3 separate regions of the Mus musculus genome follow, and regions 2 and 3 are each linked to region 1. Evidence: chromatin contacts called from public HiChIP or PLAC-seq and promoter capture Hi-C data. All regions are on one chromosome and are shown on one strand. Each heading gives the region's core, a stretch centred on a gene start, on an enhancer-like site or on the middle of the called end of the contact. The rest is flanking DNA. Distances are from core to core; before and after follow the strand shown. Region 1 holds the start of Mtx3 (metaxin 3). Region 2 holds the start of Dhfr (dihydrofolate reductase). Region 3 has its middle 50 kb from the start of Gm41020.

Region 1 (5,143 bases), core at 688-3,187:
CAGTGGCCAACAAGACACAGAGAACCCACATCCTCACTGCAGCATTTGATTTAAAATGTCTTATTGTAGGATACAGACTCTCAGCTTTATTTTTATTGCTTAGAATTTTATTTCTCAAAGCATGAACTTTCCTTTACACTGAGTCAGAAAGTTAAGTTACCTTCTTAATATGAAGGGGGCCCAGCCATCCCCCAAAAATCCTACAGTGATGCATGGTTCCTCCTCTGTGTTGTTAATATTTTATAAATCTCTACATTTACTTGTGACAATGGCTTTTTATAGTTTTGGTTGTAACCTAGCCTTTAACAGCCGAGCCATCTCTTTAGTGGAACAATGGCTTTTTATATTTACCTATGTGTAATGTCTGGTTTGTAGACTATACATTCCTAAGGAGACACTCCACATCCATCTATGTATTCTTCCAGAGCCTCCTAGTACCTCAGATGTACTCTCTGCTCAATAAATGTGTTGTTTAGTTTCAACTATACATTTGCTAAGCATTTCCTACTTAAAAAGTGTGACTAATGGACTTTTAGGATTGGAATGTCTTTTCTTTCCATTTTTGAGATATACTATTTTTGAGGCAAAATATTTAAAAAAGACTTTAGGAAATCAGAACTGTAATTTTGGAGAGTTGCCCCCTTACTGTGCAGAAAAATGCCTAGAAAATGTTGCTGAATATTATTGTTACGGCAATAGGTTTCAATTGAAGGGGACCCTAGCATCTTCTTGTGATAGAGGAAAATAGAAAACCCAAAGATGTATCAAAAGGGCTGTTCCAGAAAGACTATTGTTCTGTCTATAAAAATCACACAGCTCCCAGGTCCTGATTCTGAGATCCAAACAGTATGCCCAAATCTCCACATTGCCAAGTTTTTTCTTTAATGGTTTTTCTGAGAAATTAATATTTAGTGCATGCCCATTAGGTCCAAAGACAAGACTGGCTGAATGACTTACAATGCTTAGTCTAAAATAAAAGTGCAGAGCCCTTTGCACCAAGATTATGACCTCAAGAGAGTGATAGCAGAACATGACGTGAATGAAGAGCCTTTCTAAACACAAGACCTTCTGTGTCTTCACTGGCCCCACACCTAGGAAGCCACAAAGAGCTTCTGTAGAGTGGATGGCAAAAGGCCTGTGAATATGGACAGAAGCAAAATTCAAAATTCAAGTGCATACAGGGAGCCTCAGGAAGCTGGAAGAAATTCATGATTTTGAAAAAGCTAAGTTTAACTCAAAAAAAAAAAATCTTTTTATGTGTGTGCTTTGCCTGCACGTATGCACCACGTGAAGGGCTAGTGCCGGTACAGGCCAGAAGAGGGACTCAGGTCTCAAAGAACTGGAGTAAAATGACTGTGAACACAGCGTAGGTTGGGGGAACCAAGACAAGTCTTCAAAAACTGCTCTTAACTGAGCAACCTCTCCAGCCACACTAAACTTAGTTTGGGGAGAGCCACTAGAGAGGAAAGCCATTCTGAATTAAAGGAGTGTGCACGTTGGAGTCCCCTGTTAAAAACTTAGGAACAGGGTTAATTTTGAATGAGGTTGAATCACATTAACATAAGAATGCCAACTGAAATTGAGACTGGAAAGGCAGGCAGGCAAAGGACCATCACAATGACTGAACATCGCAAACTTGTACCGACGACCTCCATGTCAGTTTAAACTACTTTTGTACAGATTTATATATACCATAGTGATGCTTTCAAGTTTTGTTGTACATTAATACTGAATGCAATAAATACTTGGAGGACTCTTAGGAGGTCTGTTTCCCTTCCGGCACAGCTCCTAGTCTGGTTGCTAAACCTTCTCTCAAAGGCCTGCTGCTGTCCTTTCTGACTCTGTCCAAAGCCCCAAGGAGTCAGTCCCAGCTCCTCGTCCCGCCCCCCTCCATTCCACGTGCTGGAGAGTGGGCGGTACGAGTACTTCCGGGTGACAGAGGTCAGCCCCGGCAAGATGGCGGCCCCCATGGAGCTCAGCTGCTGGGGAGGAGGCTGGGGTCTCCCTTCGGTCCACAGCGAGTCCTTGGTGGTGCTGGTGAGGCCGCCTCGCGGGCCAGGGCGCGGGAGGACTGGGCTGGCTAGCCGCGGGCTCCGCTGGAGACCGGCGGGCCGCTTGCAAGCGTCAGGTCCCGGCGGCCCGGCGGCGCTGTTCCTGCAGTTGGAGAAGCACACACGCGGCCCCGCAACCTCAGGCCCTGCCTCCTGCATCCGAGGTCCCCAGGAGCGGGGAGCCTGCGCGTCCCCGATGGCGGACGGGGGAGGGGCGTGGGCAGCCTCAGGCTGCCTTTGAGGGTGCATCAGTCAGAGCCGTGCTGCAGACCTTGCAAGCCTGCTCTCAGTGTCTAAAATCTCTTATTGCAAACTCTGTTTCAGGCTTATGCCAAGTTTTCTGGCGCGCCCTTGAAAATCAATATTATAGATAACACCTGGAGAGGGTCAAGAGGTACAGTATAAGCTTTCAAACGCCCCCCTCTCTGCCCTTTTCAACAGTTGCATCCCTTTCTGCATTACAGCCATATAGCCCAAGAGTACTTGGGGCGTCTTAGCTTCTTAGAATGACCTTGGCTGTGTGTTGGTTGTGTTTGGTCATTTCGAGTAAGAACTAAAGGTACAAGACAAACCTGGAAAATTGGAGAGACGAAAATGTTTTTTAGTGCTGCCCTTTGTAAAGCCCACAGAAGTTTATACCCATACTCTTCCATGTGCCAACTGGTGTAGTTTTTAAGGCATTGTAATCTTCAGAATAAATCACGGTGTTTGCTTGTGTGTAAATTGTTTTTGATTATAGGTGATGTACCAATTTTGACAACTGAAGACAGCATTGTTTCTAAGCCTGCAAAAATTCTAAACTTTCTAAGAAAACAGGTGGGTAGCTCCTTTAGAAGAAGTAGGTAGTTTTCTGCATGTTACTCATTATTATTATTATTATTATTATTATTATTGTTATTTCAGACTGGGTTACATGCTAATCTATGCTGCCACTGTGCAGCACAGACTGGCTTTAAATGCTAGAATTGTGGGTGTGACAATTACACCTGGCATCCTGTATGACTTATTTTTAGTTCACTATAAGGTGATTTTAATTTTTGGGGCAACTGGGAATGCCTGGATCTTGACAATAGAGAAACAAAGACTTGCTTACTGGTGCTGAAAGGCATGCATTTTATTTTACTGTGATCTGGAAGTTTAATGAAGTATATGTAATGTATTTATTGTGAATTTCTTGAAAAGGATATAAGATTCAATTTAGTTATTCAGACTTATTCTTGTTGATAATGTTATCACTTTAGTCCTGTTGTTACTATACATTTCATGCTAAGTGTGACACCCGAGTTCCCATCATATGGCAACTATTTTATTTGATCACTTTTGTTGTTATTGTTTGGTTTGGTTTGGTTTTATGCTGAGATTTGAATACGGGACCTTGTAGTCACTGGTAGGCAAGCGTTCTACCACTGAGTTGAATACTGAGTTTTGTATTTCTACTTTAAAAAAGCACTTATCTGATAGTTACACGCCTTATGAAAGCACGTATCTAAAGTGTGTGAAGTGTAAATATTTATGTAGTAAGTCATGATATTTAAACATAAAATGATTCCTATAAACATGACGGGTATACGTGATTTGTCAGTACTTTAAGAAAAAAATCTTGTACCATTAAAATTTGAACCGTTTCTAAATTGAGAAGTTTCCTTTTTTTATGGAAAAAAAAACATTTTAATGAACTGTATGTTTTTTTCCTTCCTTATGAAAAACAATTGCTTTTATTCATTAACTTGTACCACGTGCCATACTTTGAACAAAGGTCATTGATAAGCATGAAAGCAATAGAATGTAGTTGACAAGCTGTAAGCAACATTGGGGTTTTTTTGTGTATGGTGCATTAAGAAAGTTTTCATTGGTTAGTATTCCTCCCTCTTAATGTTAGGTTTGACATTTGTGAGGGAGAATAGGAGTTCTAACTTGTTTATCTCCCTTGTCCTAGGAATGTCCTTTGACCTCTGAGAGACTGTTTTTCTCTTTGATAGAAATATAATGCTGACTGTGAGCTCTCAGCAAAACAAGGGGCAGACACACTGGCTTACATCGCTCTCCTGGAAGAGAAACTTCTCCCTGCTGTGGTGAGCATCTCTGAGTATGACAGACAGTATTTCAGTGACTTAGTTGAAAATGTTGTAGTCTGTTTAGAAAGAACAAAAAGGGTTGTTGGGGGCGGGGGGCGTCTTAAAGGGGAGATTTCTTGTATTAGCCTTGATCTTTTATATTATGACAAAGCTGAATTCTCCTAGACATTTACCTTCCCATTGAAGTGGGTAGTCCGCTTTGTTTGTTTGCTTGTTTGGCTAATGAAACATTCTACCACTGAGTTACAGTCCAGTACAATAATATTGTTTTGGAAATGAACACTATTGATGGAAGATGAGACTTTGTTCCATGTATAGAATTGGCTATATTGTAGTTCGTTCATCCTGAGACTGTTTGCTGAGCACTGACTACGTGCTAGGCCGTATCCTGGGTCCTGAGATATAGCAGTGAACACAATTCATAATGGTTAAAATAATCTCATTTTTACCTTGAGTCATTTGATCTGGAAAATTTAAATGAAGTTACTTTATTCAAAGACAATTATGAAAATACCGTCACATTGACTGGGTGGGGTTTGTCTTGGCGGAGCTTCCCTATAATGCTTTATCTTCTTTGGCAGCTTCACACCTTCTGGGTGGAGAATGAGAACTACTTCACCGTGACAAAGCCGTGGTTTGCCTCTCGTATCCCTTTCCCTCTGAGTTTAATCCTGCCGGGAAGGATGTCTAGAGGAGCCCTGAATAGGATTCTCTTGACAAGGGGAGAACCTCCCCTCTACCATGTCCAAGAAGTGGAAGCACAGGTACAGCCTGGATTCTCCCAGCCGGCGCTCTGTTGGAAAGGGAGAGGTGGCCTTACCTAGAATTTCTACCTGCAAAGCACTTTTCATCCTTTTTAGATATATAGAGATGCCAGGGAGTGCCTAAATCTCCTATCAAACCGATTGGGAACATCTCAGTTTTTCTTTGGTGACACGTGAGTAAATTCTCTTAAAAGTCATATAGCCATAAGACACTGTTTTGATATTTCTACCAGTGTATTTATAAAAATGACTT
Region 2 (5,143 bases), core at 1,674-4,173, 490 kb before region 1:
AACACACAATAAAAGAATAAGCAGTGCAATTTTAATTTTAAAAAGCAGAACTCTAGTGGAACTCTGCTTCTTGTTTCTTTGCGTATAATGACAGACAGGCCAGGTATATGAAGCTAGACAGGGAACTGATGTATAGTCACTAATTCAGTACACAAGAGTCACACCCAATCCTTAGAAAAGCAAAAAGCCAATTCAATTGGCAACACAAAATGCTTAAGTCTCAGAATGGGGCCACCATGGAGTCTGGAAAGCTCTGAAATAAAAAGAACTGATTCAAAGTAAACTGAGCCTACATTCTTCTCACCCTTCAAGCTCTGAGAGCCTTTCTCCCACTCAGCACGGACTAGAGACTTCTCTGGAAAGGTGTAATATGCAGAATTTCTGGTTATAAACTATCCCAGGAAAATGATAAGAGCCAAAGCTGACTGGATGCAGAAATAAAAGGGATGAAAAAGTCAAAATGGTAGATGCAGGAGACAAGATGGTCATGAGCAGGGTTAGAGGTATAGGTCATGAAGAGGCTCTGTTCACCAGTACAGCTCTTGAAGTCAAACATGAAAGAGTTAAGATAGATAATAAGAAGGCTCGCTGGGGCAGGGAAAGGTGGCGCACACCTTTACTCCCAGCACTTAAGAGGCAAAGGCAGGTGGATTTCTGAGTTCGAGGCCAGCCTGGTCTACAGAATAGCCAGGGCTATATAGAGAAACCCTGTCTCCAACAACAACAGCAGCAAAGGCTCATTGGGGACTGGAAGAGAGCTTCCTAGGTAAGAGTGCTTACCAACAAGTCTTAGAAGCTGAGTTCAAAGCCAGAACTCACACAACGTAAGGAGAGAAATAACTCATGCAAATTGTCCTCTGACCTCTTTTACCTATGTACTATGACACACACAAATAAATGTGATAAATAGATCATTAGCAAATGTTTCATCTTTATAACCAAGATTTAAAACATAACATGGCAGGAGAGATTGTCCAGTGGTTAGTGCACATACCACCCTTCCATCAGAGAACCTGAATTGCCAGCAACCACATCAGATGGCTGATAACCACCTGTGACTCCAGCTCTCAGAGGATTACATGCCTCGTGCCTATGCAGGCATCTACACTCACAACACACACACACACACACACTCGCAAAACACACATACACACTTTTTAAAAAATACAGCAATAGTGAACAAAAGAGAAAGTTGGAAGAACTACTAAGAGAACTGAGCTCCTCTGTGGGCCTAGCCTCTCAACCAGCAGCTGAGGAGCAGCAGGGCTCCTTCCCTACACAGGAAAACAAAGCTCAGCACTCCCATGATCCCCTCTGCCTTCTGGGGAAGCCAGCAGCTGAGAATACTTAGTCTCTGGCACTCACCAGGGTGGTGAGCTGCTACTGAGATGTTTTCTTCCTCCTTCTCTGGAACTTTCCTTGCTTTTTTCTTAGTGGGCCCACCATTTCCCAGTGACCTCTTCCTGCTGTCACCTTCTGTCACCTGTATCGGGAAGGTTGGAAATGGTGTATTAACACTATTCTAAAGCTTGAAGTCTCTGGAGTTATTTAACCTTGCTGCAGAATGATAGTAAGTTCCTGCCTGCCACTCTACTTTTTACTCTGAAAAGGCTGTTGGGGGTGACTGTTTTTGCCATCAGAGACAGAAACTGGCAGGAACAGTCTCTCATTACCTCACATTCTACTAAAATTATGTGGAATTCTCTACTTTCCTACTCATATGTTAAATAAAATACTTCTACAAGATCAATTTTAAAAAATCTATTTTCAAAATGCAAAATTATAGAAGGAAGAGGAGTAATAAACGACCAATGTATTTCCTGTTTCAAAGCTTCCATTCACTATTAAAAGATGTCCTGAGACTATCTGTTGGCAGATAATCTATGAAAAACTTAAAACTTTTGCCTAATATCCTCTCAGTGGTGAGTGCAAAATGAATCTTAGTGAATGTACAGAAATAAAAAAAAAGCCTTAAAAAGAGAGAGTAGAGCATTAGTCAGTATTGGAAAGAAATATAAATGAAATGGGTTAAGATTCTTAAACTGATTTGCAACTGCAGTAAAATACAGGAGATGCCCGTTACAATCACCTTCTACATCTTCAGTCTGGGAAATGACCGAGGCCTTAACTCACCCTGAACAAGTGTGACACATTGCCAGCTAGTGTGGGAAACATCCTTGGGCCTGTGTTTGTGGCAGTATCACGATGGGGTTTTGGTTTTGTTTCTCTTTGCTTTGCTTTGAACTATCTGATGGGCTGCAAGCAACAGGAAGTAGCCAACTATAAGCATGTACAGAAACTTCATCCATCTAAATGCTTACACTGGAAATCTGTACAGTAAAACGATATTCTGGCACGGGGATCAGAAAGACAGAGCACATGGTTTTGAATTCTGAGAAACTAGCCTTAATGACAGCTTTCTTCTAGTCAGCCAAGCAAGCATATGTAAATAAAGCTCCTCTTCAACCATCAATACAGTAGGGAAAATGTAAAGGAAAGAATGAAGAACAGAGGTTAAAAAACGCATCCTGGGCCGGCCGGCCAGTCCTCGCCATTCACCACGATAGAAGTTTCTGGCTCGGGTTCCGGCTACCGACTGGAAGCACCAAGACCTCAAATCTATTACCGCTGGTCGGGTAAAAAAGTCAACTAAAACAAGGACCAGAAGAAGCCGCCACCTTAAGCCTTCCCTGGCCCCGCCCCTTAGCCCTACCCACCATTAATAAGCTCTCCATAAGGCCTCCGCTTCCGGCCACGACGGCTACGCACCCGCCCCACCCTGACCCCGCCCCTAGCGGTCCGGCCCCACCCCGCCCTCTAGCTCCGCCCCGTCCCAGACAGAACCCGCCCGGGACGGCCTTCGCCTAGGTGGACGCTAGGGGCGCCGCGGAGCCGTACTTTACCTTCTCTGCTGGCTCCGTGGAGGACGCGCTGGATCTTAGGCTTCCCGCAGACCTGAAGAACCGGCTTAGAACCGTTTGCCTCCCCGGGCCTGGGCCGGCGGCAGTAGAGCCTCCCGACGCGGATTTCCCGCGGGGCATTGCAGTGTGCAGAAGAGCCGGCCTGCTAGGAGCGCGAGCGCGCGGCCGCACTTTCTCGCGCCTGCGCGCGCGCACGCCTCAACCTGTGCGGGACCGGCCTTGGGGGCGGAGCCTTAGCTACACAAATAGAATGCGCGGCGGGCCTTGGTGGGGGCGGGGCCTTAGCTGCACAAATAGGATGCGCGGCGGGCCTTGGTAGGGGCGGAGCCTTAGCTGCACAAATAGGATGCGCGGCGGGCCTTGGTGGGGGCGGGGCCTAAGCTGCGCAAGTGGTACACAGCTCAGGGCTGCGATTTCGCGCCAAACTTGACGGCAATCCTAGCGTGAAGGCTGGTAGGATTTTATCCCCGCTGCCATCATGGTTCGACCATTGAACTGCATCGTCGCCGTGTCCCAAAATATGGGGATTGGCAAGAACGGAGACCTACCCTGGCCTCCGCTCAGGTATTGGCCGGGCTGGGCTCGGGAAACTGAGGCGGTTCACTGAGTAGGGTCATGCACTTGGCTTGGACGCGCGGGACGGGCGTGAGCGGTAGGCCTACCGGCCTCAGCCAGAGACCAAGCTACCGGTTCCCGCGGTGATCCCCCTGCTGTGCCAGCCTTTGCTCACAGGCTCCCTGGCCGGGAGCAAAGTCCTGTCCTTGAGCGGGCAGCAACACCACCCCCCACACCCACACCGGACTTGCACCTTTCGTCGCTGAATGGAGCCTGAGCATACATGACGGGTTAACTGTTTCTCTAACTTTCAGGAACGAGTTCAAGTACTTCCAAAGAATGACCACAACCTCTTCAGTGGAAGGTAATGTAGAGTAATTAAGTCATGAGAATTATGTTTGCTTGAAGCAAGATTTACATGGTAGAGGTATGAGTAGAAAGTCTCCCCTGGGAATCTGGGATCTCTGTTTCTTGCTAGAAATTTTTGTGCGATTCCCAGATTTTATTAAACATCCTCTTAGAATACTCTATGTTTGAAATTTTGTTAGCAAGTGCATATAGCTCGAATATAACTGGGCAGAATCGGCAGCAAAATTTAGCACTTTGAATAGAGACCTGAGCCGGTATTTAGAATTGTTACTGAAAGACAGAAGACTTGAGTAAATGGAGAAAAATGCAGGGGAGAAGAGGCTAAAAATAATTTAAATCTGTTGGCTTTAGGAAGACACGGTGGGATGAAGGCTGTGGTCTTCAGTGAGGCAGTCTGGGTGACTGACTTTAAAAGAATGGGGAGTGGTGTGCAATAATTATAAGGCAGTTTCCCATTACTTGTGATTGTAAGGACATTCGCTGTAATTCTTCCTAACAGACATGTTTGCTTATTGCTTATCATTGTAGGAGAGGAGGGCAGAGCTGATGGGAAAAAGAAGTCAGCAGTGTAGATGTTGAACATTAGTAGAGAACATAGTAGGTCACTGTGTAGACAGGTTGACAAATGCCATCTTGGGGGCGTGGCACAAAACATGCACACAAGCCACCTATTCATGTTCTCTACTGAGTAGCCTGGCGTTGGGATTAATGAGTCTGATGGCCAGCTGTGCTGCTCTTTCTACGATGACTCCTCAGTTCTTAGAGGGCACACTGTGAGCAATCTCAGCACAGCAAGATTTGTTACACATCAGCTGCACCTCCAGCTCCTTGCCATTGTGGACCAGAAAGTTCTAGAGCCGCTAGGCAGCATGTGCTTGGCTTTCTTGTTGTTCCTGTAACCAATGTTGGTCATCAGGATCTGGCCCTTGAATCTTCTCTGTACCCCGCTGTCAGTGCCTCTGGGTTTCCAGTTTCCCTTAATTTTCACGTATCAGTCTGACTGGTGTCTGATGAACTTCTTGGTCCTCTTTTTGATGATCTTGGGCTTCACCAGAGGCCGGCGAACAGCCATGATGCAGCAAAACAGATGGCAGCCACCTTGTAGGCAGTGCCAAAGAAGAGCTGCAGATGCCATCTTAACACAGTCTACTCTGAGTTCAAATCCTACTACCCGAATAAAAAGCTGGACACAGTGGCACATTTGTAATACCAGCATTAGGGAGGCACAGACAGAAAGATCTCTGGGGCTTGCTCTGTAGCCAATTTGTGGGCTCCAGGTTCAGTGAGAAAACTTGTCT
Region 3 (5,143 bases), core at 1,465-3,964, 400 kb after region 1:
ACAATGCATCTCCTTTCTTCTAAGTTAATTCCACTAATAATTACACAGGTGGAGAAAAGGGTAGAGCATCTCTGAGGATTAAACACAGAGGCTCACACAGTGCCCAGCCTATGGCAGACTTTCAGTGATTTAAACAAATGTGGATCTGAATTTAAAAAAAAATGACAGCAACACTTTTAAAGTTGAAATCTGGCTTTTCTGGTGGGCTCAGGGAAAAGAATATTTATCTTGTAAAAATATGTTGGAGACCAGCTGACCCACTTTAAGACTGAATTTCTCTATCTTCAAAGAGGGAGTAAAAAATCTTATATCTGTTGAAATGTTGGGGCAGAGTAAAGATTAGGGAGTTGTACATTCTGGTGCACACCGTGTTCCTTACAAGACTTGTTACAGCTCAGCATCAATAGAAGCTGGCTATAGGGGGTCACACAATATGCTATAGTTGTTCCCTGGCTTAGAACGAATTCTGGTTTAATAACCCCATTCATTGCAGGCTAAAATGCATTCATTTCATTTTTTTTTCTTTTATGTATCGGTTGATGTATAAAGACATAAGATGTTCCTATCAGTGGGTATCATGCTATATCTCAATGCATGAATTACATTCTGTAACATTTAAACACATCTGGGTTAAACACATCTATTACTGTTTGAAGCACATGGGATGTAATTTGTGACCACATCAAGTAAATAGTCTATCACTTTTTACTGCCAGAGCCCACGACAGTGCATTTAATGTACTGAGGATGCTAAGCAGCCTAGCGACACGGTACACTAAGGAGAAGGATCTGTTGTTTTCCCTGGAACTGCAGCTGCTGCCCTATACCAAGAGAACCTACTGAACTGAGGTCACTCATCCGGGAGAAGGTCAAAATTTAAAGTACATTTTTTTTTCCTTGATCTGTATTGTCTCATCATCATAAAGTGGCAACACTCTAAGTCAAATATTGTAATCTGCTGACTAACTGTATAGAAGTTGGGAGACACCTGCCATTTTAAAAATAAACATTCCCCAAAGGAAAAAATAACCCTTTTCATAAACTATAAAATATTTTTCATCAGCAAAGAATAAGAACATGAAAAAAATAATAAAAATGAAGATATTTAGCTTTGAATTTAAATACAAAATCAACACATGAAAAAAAATTCAATTTCCAAGTTAGTATATTTTAGTTTTCTCAGCATTTCAGTGAATAAAAATATACATTTAATTGTATTTATTTTTAAAAAGTCGGATTTTTAAAAATCTTTCTATTGGCTTTTATCTTTGCCTTTGCCACAGTTTTGCTGCCTTTGAGAATATTTTTTGTTTCTTCCTTATGGGGTCATCTGACTTTCAAGGAGACGGCTCAAAAGAGTGGGGATGAATGGGCTACAAGCCAGAGAATTCAAGTTGAGAGGTGCCCTGCCTTGGGAAGTACAGCCCTGGGCCAGCCACTTCTGCTAAGAAACATAGCCACATGGAATGGGGTCATTAAGCAGTAGCTAGCTCTCTTTAGAAACTATAGTTATCACCACATTTAATGATTTTCATATCGATTCCTCTTTTGTTTACACAAAGCTATCAATCTTGCTCTCACGCCTTGCTGGATATCCTAAGCTGTTTATAGATCACAGCGTTATATGCCATCTCCAGCTTTGTATACCCACCACTCTTCCACTGAGACTCCACACCACTCTTCCTTCTGGCTGTCTAGTGACATGTCTAAGCTGTCAGGCCTTCTTGGTCTGTTTTCACCTCAGGACAGTCTCCGTTCCTGCTTCCTGGCCATCTTCACCTCCTGCAGGGTCTTTCCTGCACTTCACAGACCCACAATTCAAAATGATGTTTTTTCCCTAGAGTCTGGGCATTTATCCTTTCTCAAATTGCCCCCTGCTACTCAGAATCTCCACTAACATTTCCCCACAGAGGCCTCTTGCTGGCCAAGTCCTGCAGACTCTCCGCATCCCCCCAGCTTCCCACTCTGTCTTCATCCTTTGCATAACTCTTCCCAGTACCTGCCATCTCCACTTCAGGTGAAGATTCCTAAGGTGAGAAGATCAAAAAGATAGGTGTGGTGGTGTACCACTGTAACCCCAGCACTCGAGTCTGTGTCATGATGACCACATGTTCCAGGCTAGCCTGAGATACTTTGTAATAAAAAACCAAGAAAACAAAAAGAAAGTGAAAAAGAACACAGCAAGTCTTTGCACTTTGTCCCCTCATCACCAGGACAGCACCTGTGTGTGGTAGTCAGTGGTACATAGGTGGATATTTTATAGTCTTCTCAGTCTTCGGACTTGGTTCTTATCACAATCCATACATTTTAGCATAGCTCGATCTCTTTCTCTCTCCCCCTCCCCCTCCCTCTTCCTCCTCCCCCTCTCCCTCCCCCTCGTCCCCGTGTGTGTGTGTGTGTGTGTGTGTGTGTGTGTGTGTGTGTGTGTGTGTGTGTTTGTGTGTGTGTGTGTGTGTGTCCGTCCGTGATGGGGATTGGACTTAGAGCACTGTACATGCTCTAGATCTGAGGTACACCCTCCTCCTAGTTAGCAGCCTTCTTTCAGCATCCTTGCTGGTACTTACAATAACCGTCTCTTGGAGCATTGTTACTGCATCATGTATGTATTGCTTAAGTCAAAGCTTTTATAATTAGAACAGAGAATGACTCAACATACTCGAGGGAGGGGACGAGAGGAGGTGGGGTGTATTTAAGACACTGCAGTGAGGTTGTGGGCATCCAAGCACCGGCAGCCTCATGGGAAATGAAACTGCTACAGAGTAGCTTCTTGGTCTCTCACTGTGTCCTGGCATCTTCCCTCAGCCCCATCAGGTTTCAACTGCCTGGTCACATGTCAGTTAGTTTTGCTGCAATTTGAGTCCCTGACACTCTTTTAGCCTGCCTCTACTGCTTCCTTTCTTGTTCTCAAAGATCAGGTCTACAAGAGAGTGCTCTGATGACAAAGCTTGTCTGTTTAGGCCAACCACATTTAATTAATTTATTTATTTATTTATTCATCAAATAAACCACCTTGGGCACCATGCTCTGAGGTTGGGAGTAGAGAGGCAATGTCATGTGATAGGCAACATGGCCACCTAACCAACAAAGGTGAGCAGGGCAGACTCCCCAGCAGGGTATGTAGGCAGGCATGGAGGTACTTTGGCATAATTATCCCTTGAAATTTTCTATACATTGTGCATATTCCCTTGCTTCCTATGTATCTTATCTGTGGTTTTAAAATCATTATTTTTTATGTGTATGTGTACGTGTACAGATGCACATAGGTGTATGATGCCGCTGTCATCTTTAGCAATGCCATCCACCTCTTTTGAGATAGATGGGTTGGAACTCATCAGTTAGGCTAGGCTGGCTGCTGAGTGGACCCCCAAGGATCCTCAAGTCTCTCCACCTAGCTCTAGGATCAGAAGTGTGTACCACCACACTTCTTGTTTTTATATAGATCCTGCTGATCAAACTGAGGACTTTCCTGGCTAAGCTATCTCCCTAGTCCCTGGACGGGCCTTAACCTTTACATTCTTTGGTCAACTCAAGGACTCAGTATTTGAATGCATTCTAACATCTTCTAAGTAGATATAACACTAAGTGCACTTGGGAAAGACTTCACTTAAAGAACATCTACAGCTTGGGGTATTTATAACTCCTAATGAGTATTATCCTATGGCAGAAGGAAAATCTGCTTCAATCACAATGATATTGACTCGCTTTGAAAGTCCTGATGGTTGTGATTCTCATGTGTCTATATAGTTGAAGGGGAAAAGAAATTACTTTGAAAACCCTAAATTCCATCCAAGTATGCATCTGCTTTTCTTTCTGGAATTACTGTGTGCCCAGTGGTGTGTGTGTGTGTGTGTGTGTGTGTGTGTATGTGTGTGTGTGTTAATGTGTGTCTGTGTGTGTTTATATGTGTCTCTGTGTGTGTCTCTGTGTATGTCTCTGTGTCTGTGTGTGTCTATGTGTGTTTATATGTGTCTCTGTGTGTATCTGTGTTATGTGTGTCTGTGTATGTGTCTCTGTGTGTGTCTCTCTGTGTTATGTGTGTCTGTGTGTGTGCCTCTGGCTATGTCTGTGTGTGTCTCTCTGTGTGTATTTGTCTCTGTTTGTGTGTGTATTGTATTTGTTGACCACCTGACACTTCATCTAGGATTGCTTTGTTGAATTTTTGTCTTCCTCCCAGCTTTCCAAATTGTTCCCTCCTCCTTCTTATAGTGATTTTTAATTAGCTATGATTTAAAAGAGTAGCTGGTGCTTTATAACTCCTGGTGCCCCACTGCATTAGGTGGGGATTCTAAATGGATATCCCATGACAGGATACCATTTGGTATTGTGCCTAAAATTCAATTACTGGCAACAAATAATGGCTCAGCCATAGACTCCAGTTGAAAGTTCATTCTGCCTTTCCCTCTCTCCTGTTCCCTCCTCTCTTTTCTTATAATAGCAATGAATCCAGGGCCTTACCCATGCTAGGGAAGGACTCACCTCTGAGTTATAGCCCCAATTAGAAGGCTTCTTGCAGACCTAAATAATGGCAACCAATTGAAGCCTTTTAAATTAAAACTCCATCTGTAAACTATGTATGGACATTGCATACCTATAATACTAGTCCTATAAAGACAAGACAGGGGGATTGTGAATTTGAGACCACTCTGGATGACCATCATAGCAAGGCCCTGTCTAAAAGGAAAGCAATCAAACAAAACCTCAAATCATCAAAATGTATAAGTACATTATACAAAATTTATAACGATGACAGACATGAATTCTTTATTATGTGATCATGATACATGGCACTGTCAAGGGAATCAAACACCGTCCATTGTCAATCAAGAAGCTTTCACGTAACTGTAGCGGGGTGCTCTGCTCTATATCCTCTTTTTAAGTGAACACTGGGTTCCTTGGGTACAAACCGTTTAAATCTGTAGTTAGCTTCTAGTCTGACTCCAGTCTGCATTGGAGGCCTGGCTGCAGAACAATGGGGCTTTGGAGCAACATCTTACAAAAATCAATCAATCAATGAATTAATTATCCTTGTAGGCGGTTCTTCCTCTCCTTTTAAACCTTGAGTGGCTCTCCACTTGCTTGCAGCTTACAGAAGCAAGCTCTCAGTTATTCTCCGACTTTCTTTTCCAAGTTTCATGGTAAAGGGT

Evidence for each region. Promoter capture Hi-C pulls out the DNA fragments that hold promoters and counts their contacts. HiChIP or PLAC-seq counts read pairs in DNA pulled down with a chosen protein or histone mark.
Region 2: a contact with region 1 is called in an H3K4me3 HiChIP or PLAC-seq map of pro-B cells, with 2.4 times the contacts expected there. The contact joins the promoter of Dhfr here to the promoter of Mtx3 in region 1. A contact is called at or near these places in 3 of 39 promoter capture datasets (liver and pre-B cells), 2 of 484 Hi-C or Micro-C datasets (embryonic stem cells and regulatory T cells) and 1 of 115 datasets of contacts at active chromatin or transcription factors (pro-B cells).
Region 3: a contact with region 1 is called in a promoter capture Hi-C map of pre-B cells, with 2.5 times the contacts expected there. The contact joins the enhancer-like site here to the promoter of Mtx3 in region 1. A contact is called at or near these places in 16 of 39 promoter capture datasets (the 3T3-L1 cell line, 3T3-L1-derived adipocytes, the C10 cell line and 9 more), 4 of 484 Hi-C or Micro-C datasets (adipose-derived mesenchymal stem cells, cerebral cortex, cortical neurons and 1 more), 2 of 115 datasets of contacts at active chromatin or transcription factors (craniofacial prominence and embryonic stem cells) and 1 of 9 other capture datasets (macrophages).

The regions. Positions count from the first base shown.
Region 1 is chr13:92,842,831-92,847,973 of GRCm38.p6, forward strand. Mtx3 (metaxin 3) reads left to right here and starts at 1,938. Exons shown (of 9, transcript NM_001162945.2): 1 at 1,938-2,037; 2 at 2,376-2,445; 3 at 2,791-2,867; 4 at 4,031-4,123; 5 at 4,708-4,890; 6 at 4,987-5,063. The coding sequence starts at 1,957.
Region 2 is chr13:92,351,860-92,357,002 of GRCm38.p6, forward strand. It overlaps Dhfr (dihydrofolate reductase), which reads left to right and starts at 2,924. Exons shown (of 6, transcript NM_010049.3): 1 at 2,924-3,485; 2 at 3,791-3,840. The coding sequence starts at 3,400. It overlaps Msh3 (mutS homolog 3), which reads right to left and starts at 3,144. Exons shown (of 24, transcript NM_010829.2): 1 at 2,904-3,144; 2 at 1,366-1,483. The coding sequence starts at 3,041. It also overlaps the pseudogene Gm19308.
Region 3 is chr13:93,246,202-93,251,344 of GRCm38.p6, forward strand. No RefSeq gene overlaps it. Among named protein-coding and RNA genes, the nearest start is that of Gm41020, 50 kb to the left of the region's middle. Within about 2 kb of position 2,715, at least 27 of the 459 cell types and tissues checked have an H3K27ac peak or open chromatin away from gene starts, as enhancers often do. A contact at or near this core is called in pre-B cells, where this site is marked.